Regions from separate parts of the Sus scrofa genome. Here region 1 is linked to region 2. Evidence: chromatin contacts called from public HiChIP or PLAC-seq data. All regions are on one chromosome and are shown on one strand. Each heading gives the region's core, a stretch centred on a gene start, on an enhancer-like site or on the middle of the called end of the contact. The rest is flanking DNA. Distances are from core to core; before and after follow the strand shown.

Region 1 (2,918 bases), core at 177-2,676, 720 kb before region 2:
TTGGCAGTTCCTCAAAAAGTTAATCATAGAATTCCCATATGATCCAGTATCCTAGAACTGAAAATAGGTACTCCAAGAAATATGTGTACATGAATGTTCATTACAGATCTATTCACAATAGCCAAATGGTGGAAAAAAACCCACATATCCCTCAGTGGATGAATACATAAACAAAATGTGGTGTATCCATACAATGGTATATAACTGAGCCCTAATACTACACTGCATACTCATTCTGCATCCTACAATGTGGATAAACTTCCAAAACATTATGCTAAGTGAAAGAAGCCAGACACAAAAGGTCACATAGTATATGCTTACACATATATACTTTGTCCAGAATAGGTAAAACCATAGCCATAGTGGCTGCCAAGGGATGAGGAAAGGGAGGAATAGGGAATGATGGCTTCATGAGTACAGAGTTTCTTTTTGAGGTGATGAAACTAGACAGAGGTTTTGGAACTAGACAAAGGTGATGGCTGCACACATGGTAAATGTACTAAATGCCACTGAACTCTATACTTTAAAATGGTTACTTTTATGTTATGTGAATTTCACTTCAACAAAATCAAGGGAAAAGATGACAACAACCAGCCCCTCCCCCTCCCTCTGTCCCCACCCCTTTTTCAGATACTTCTGTGGAGCTGCCTCTGTGGGAATGAGCCCCACACCCTCAGGTTGGTCCTTCAGGTGCTTAGCGCATCCTCAGGGCGCAGGAAGTACAGTGCAGGCTTGTCCTACTGTTAACAGGAGCTTAAGAAAGAGTCACACACATACCAGGGCCCTCCCTGGTCTCTCTGTGTCTCCCCTCTTCATCTTCCCCCTGACCTCTGCCACCCAAGTCTTGCATGTTGTATCAGGACTGGCTCAATAATTTGTGGAGCCCAGTACAAAGTGAAATTGCCAGGCCCTCTGTGAAAAGATTAAGAATTTCAAGATGTGGAGGGTGTTCCCTGGTAGCTCAGCAGATTAAGGATCTGGCATTGTCACTGCTTTGGCACAGGTTTGACCCCTGGTCTGGGAACTTACGCATGGTACAGGCGTGGCCAAAAAAGAAAAAAAAAAAAAAAAAGAATTTCAAGACGGGTATAGCAGAGCATCCAACAAGCAGGCTCTTCATGTCTGAGCACAGGTCATGCACTCTGGGGTACCCCACCCCTCTCCTGTTCCTGACTCCCTCATCACCTTATAGCACTATACAGACTCCCTGTCTGACAACCATGAATGCCTATATCCTGTCCAAGCTGCCTCAGACAACTCAGCTGTCCCCACAGAGCCATCCTCTGAAGCCAGATCAGTTTCATGCCGTCCCAGCCTTGTCCTTCTCACCCCCTCCCTCACATTGCTTGGCACAGTTTGCCTGAGCCTTCAGCAGGTCCAGCAGCCACCTTGGCTGCCTCCAGAGCTCACTGTTGGAACAAGAGGTGTGGGCTCTGAATGTGAGGTGACTGGCAGGAAGCATGGCAAGACTGAGGCTCTGGACCAATGGAGGAGGTCAGGCCTGGTGATTTCTAAGTCCCCTTTAAACCCTAAGAGTCTACATTGAATCTGGCACCATTATTCTCTATTTTCACAGATGAATAAACTGAGACTTAGAGAGGTTAAGTGACGTGAGCAAGGTCACACGGCTGATTCATGTTTCACTTTGAATCTCAGTGTAACTTGGAAAACTTAAGGTATTTTTTTTTTAATTTTGTTAATACTGGCTCATGTATAAGTTGTCCATATTCACAGCTTAGTGATTTCTAGGACTCTGTTCAGATCAGGACTTTTTTTCTTCTTTTTAATAAGCTTTGCTGGCTAAGTTTCAGTTTCATTAGTTTCATTTCATTTTCTATCATTTAAGTTTCAGTTCTGTTCTCAGGATATTCTCTTTCCCTTTGTAGTGGTATTATCCGATCCTGTTTATTATAATTGTTCCTTTGTGCCCTGGAACCTGATTAAGATGAACCCCATTAATTCTATGGCAGATATTCCTAAACAAGATGTTTAAACAGATTTAAAGCTTAGTTCCATGCATATTTGTTCTAGCTTTAAGCAAAATGTATCTATTTTATTAGTACCATAAATTTGCCCAGTAGTTGCTTTGGTAGCTATGTATCCATGGCTTAACTTACCCCATCTGTACATTCCTTGATATTAAAAGGCCACTAAGAATCTCTGACATTCTGATCAGCCTATCATGAGTGAATTACATCCATGATTTCTGCCTCTGCCAGAAAAAGGACTGATGGAAAACTTCATGAACTTGCAGGGATTCTGGCTGTAAAGTGGAGAAAAGGAGACTGTGTGTATCCATATTCACAGCTTAGTCTCAAATCTATTGAATCCAAACAGCCCAAGGACTCCATGGACAACATGAACTGGAAAGTTTGAGGAAAGGACTCAAAATAGTGACCACGTGGTTAGAACACTCTTCAGACTTGATGGCACTTAGGGAAAAAGAAAGACTGAACTTTCTATTTAGGCAGCCACACATACTTCAGGCACTAAATCACTAAGATATTTCGACTCTAAAAAATTCGTTTGAAACTTAAATCCTTGATACCCCCACATTTGAAAGTACCTTGTTTTCCTTTCCAGAATTAATATATGCTCCATTTTGACAATTTGGAAGACAGAAAAAGTAGAAAGAGAAAAAAAATTCAAACTGCAATTTTGTTGTTAAAAGATAACTCCTCTTAACATTTTCGGGTATTCTCCATTTATTTTTTCTTAGTCATATTTTTGCATATTGTTTTGACCATGCTGCATGTAAAATTTTATATCCTGATTTTTTTCGCTTAACATTATATTATAGTATTTCCCTGTGTTCTCGTATAGCGCATTTGCCCATTCACTTATTTTTGGACATTAGTATTACAAATTATCCTACTATGAACATATTTGTATATAAAGTTTTTTTAAAGAGTTATTTC
Region 2 (2,936 bases), core at 191-2,690:
CGAAGGCCTCTGCAAGCATGTAAACTGAAAGGAACTCAATTTTCTGACTGAAGGGTGGGATGACAGAAAAGAGGAAAGGGGATTTCCTATTGATACAGACTGGAAACAGGGCACAGAGAGGTATACTCGCCTTGGTTTTGTTTTCTTCGGCAAACCCAGGGGTGTCTGTGTCTGGAGGGTAGGCCACTGTGACATAAACATTATATGGCTTCACCTGCATTGGAGAGACAACAGTTGCCCCCTCAGTCAACGAGATACAATTTCACGTCCTCCCTTGCCAGCCTGCACGGGCTCTAGGCAGACATTTGAAATACAGACCTGATTTTCTCAGAGGGTGGCGAGACCAACAGGGTGAGTCTGTAAGAGAAGAACTACCACCAACGGAGTCAGGAAACTCCTGTCCCTGAAGACGGTTTAGAAATAAAGGCGAACCGCTCCCCTACCCTCTACTCCAGGAAACAGCTGGCCCTGAGCTATGGACTCACCTCCTTTTAAGTTTCTACCCCTCCTGACAACCAGGGGCTCGGGAGCTGCCATGCGGAGAGCAGATGGTGCTAAAAGGAAATGCACCTGTCCCCCCCCCACTGCACGCCATTCGGGAGCTGCGGTCACAGCCATGGGACAGGTCTGCTCCTCCACCAGCTGACTGCAAGCCTGTTTTCCTTCACAGCTGCTTCTCAAGCTCTTGGTATGGTAAGTTCCTCTAAAAAATCTGTTGAGATCACCCAGGTCCCCTCCCTGTGTCCTTCCTGTGCCATCTGAGACCCAAGTCTGGAATCATATCTATCCCGCGAGAAGCCCGCTTGGCCAGGAACTCCCAATGCCACCAGCCCCTGCCCAGGAGTGGGTCAGGGGTCACCTCCTCCACCCCAGCACCCGCAAACGGGACGCTCCCCTGGGTGGACACCCCTGCCCTCCCAAGTCAGACCAGGACAACCTCCCCTGCAGACAACCTCAGTCCATGTTTATATGTGGAAACCTCTTCCTGGTTCCCTTTCACAGCCCCCCAGCTCTACCTGGAACAGGTGCTGAGTCTTGTTTACTTCACTGCTAGGCCTCCTCACTTTGCCACCGATACACAGACACCAACAATTCCAGAAGATCCTCCTGCTGGTTAGCCAGGACACACCTCTCCTACTGCCCCCCACCCTGCTCCATGCTACCATCTTGCCCTAATGCTTAGAGACGCTAAAGGTGGTGATTGAAACTACCAAAATCTCTGCCATGATGTTTTTTTTGCTACCGGCTCATTGTTTAGCCATGAAAGCAACTTAGGGAGTTGGCAGTGGACAGGCAGCTGGTAGTAAGGGAGGCTACTGCATGACTTAAGGTGGCTCACAAGTGACAATGTTGTCATGCTTCCTCTTGCAACAACCTCTGAGAGTACCCCAGAGTACTGTCTTAAATTTAGCATTTTTTTTTTCTTCCTATTTCCTTCTGTGAAGCAGTCTGAAGGCTGTGGGAGGAGCTGCAGGCAGAAGCTCCAGGCCAGTCAGTCTGGAAAGTGCAATAGCGGAGGATGATGGCCTTGCTGGTTCAGTTCCAGTGCACCCAGGGCGTGAGAGCTCATTCACTCAGCATCGCCAGGGCAGGCAGCATCAAGGTCCAGCCGTGCTCATAAATAGCTCTGGATTGGGGCCAGGCAGTGAGGCTGATGAGCAAGCAATTTCTCTTCCACTTGTTTTTGAGATAATGACTTCAGAAACTGTCTCCCACGGCCTTGCCCTTTACTGTGCACAAGCCAGAGAAAAACACCACCAAAATGAAGCCAATAAGAAGTCGTTAGACAGCACACCCAAAGCCTGACGCTGACTGCTCAGGCGGGGTCACTGCTGTGCTGCCCCCTGCCTTGAAATAAGCCAGGATCATGTTACATGAGCTAAGGTAAGACAGGATGTCAAAGCAGTGTTTCTCAAATGCAAGGCTGTGGCTGAGCTTCCCAATGGTTAAAACGGCTTTTCAGAACAGCTTTTTCCCAGTGTGGGTACAGACTGTCCGGCTTGGAAGAAACCAGTTCACCCCCTTTCTGGGCGCTGGTATCCTCTCTACAATCACGGAGCCAAATGACTCTCTCCACCTATGGTTGGACATCTCCAGTGGCTGGTAACCTAAGCACTATTTATTTATGAAACAAACACTTACTGAATTATTGCGATGCCCTCATGAGCTTATAGCTTCCAGAAACCCCTGGTCAAATAATTTGCTAAAATCAAAATACACTAAACTACATCTATACTTTCCCTTTAATCAACTAATCTCATAATCCCAGTAGAAACAGAAATAAGGCTAGTCTAGCGTCCCTTGTTCCTGATAAGACAGTGCTGACTCCCAGAGACCACTTCTGCTGAGAATTTATAAGCCAGGACTTCACTGATTCCCCCCCGTTTACTCAGCCACCGTCTGCGTCTCCTTGTCCCTGTTGACTGACCATTCTCTCTCCCCCTCCTCCACCCTAGTCCCAACCCTGTTATCATTTTCTCCCTTCAACCTGGCCTCATTCTCAATTAGAAAGACACCTACTTGCTCAAGAACTGATTTATTACCGAAATAATCTCACCTAAGGCGTGTTGCTCCTCCTTCCACTAAAGCAAATGCGTGAGGGCTGGAGAAAGGATTAGAGCTGTTGATGAGGCTCCAGAATTTAAACTTCAACTTACTCTGGTCCATGGTGGGAAAAAGATGGAGGACGGCATGACCAGGACAAGAGAAGCAGAAAGGGCAGACACCTAGCTTTCTGTGACTTGGTCTCTGCTACCACATTTTTGGCTATACCCTGCTTTGCAGGGTGCTGCTTTCCACAAAGATCAACTTTTAAAATCTTTAGATGATGTATTTGTACCCAAAAGACTGAGTACGAAAAAGGAAGACAGGAGTTCCTGTCACAGCTCAGTGGAAATGAATCTGACTAGCATCCATAAAGACGCAGGTTTGATCCC

What was found. HiChIP or PLAC-seq counts read pairs in DNA pulled down with a chosen protein or histone mark.
Region 1: a contact with region 2 is called in an H3K27ac HiChIP or PLAC-seq map of alveolar macrophages. The contact joins two enhancer-like sites. A contact is called at or near these places in 2 of 2 datasets of contacts at active chromatin or transcription factors (alveolar macrophages and skeletal muscle).

The regions. Positions count from the first base shown.
Region 1 is chr1:159,037,384-159,040,301 of Sscrofa11.1, reverse strand. No RefSeq gene overlaps it. Among named protein-coding and RNA genes, the nearest start is that of ZCCHC2, 17 kb to the right of the region's middle. Within about 2 kb of position 1,426, at least 19 of the 83 cell types and tissues checked have an H3K27ac peak or open chromatin away from gene starts, as enhancers often do. A contact at or near this core is called in alveolar macrophages and skeletal muscle, where this site is marked.
Region 2 is chr1:158,313,290-158,316,225 of Sscrofa11.1, reverse strand. It overlaps KDSR (3-ketodihydrosphingosine reductase), which reads right to left. Exons shown (of 10, transcript XM_001925913.6): 7 at 131-214. Among named protein-coding and RNA genes, the nearest start is that of BCL2, 23 kb to the left of the region's middle. Within about 2 kb of position 1,440, at least 34 of the 83 cell types and tissues checked have an H3K27ac peak or open chromatin away from gene starts, as enhancers often do. A contact at or near this core is called in alveolar macrophages and skeletal muscle, where this site is marked.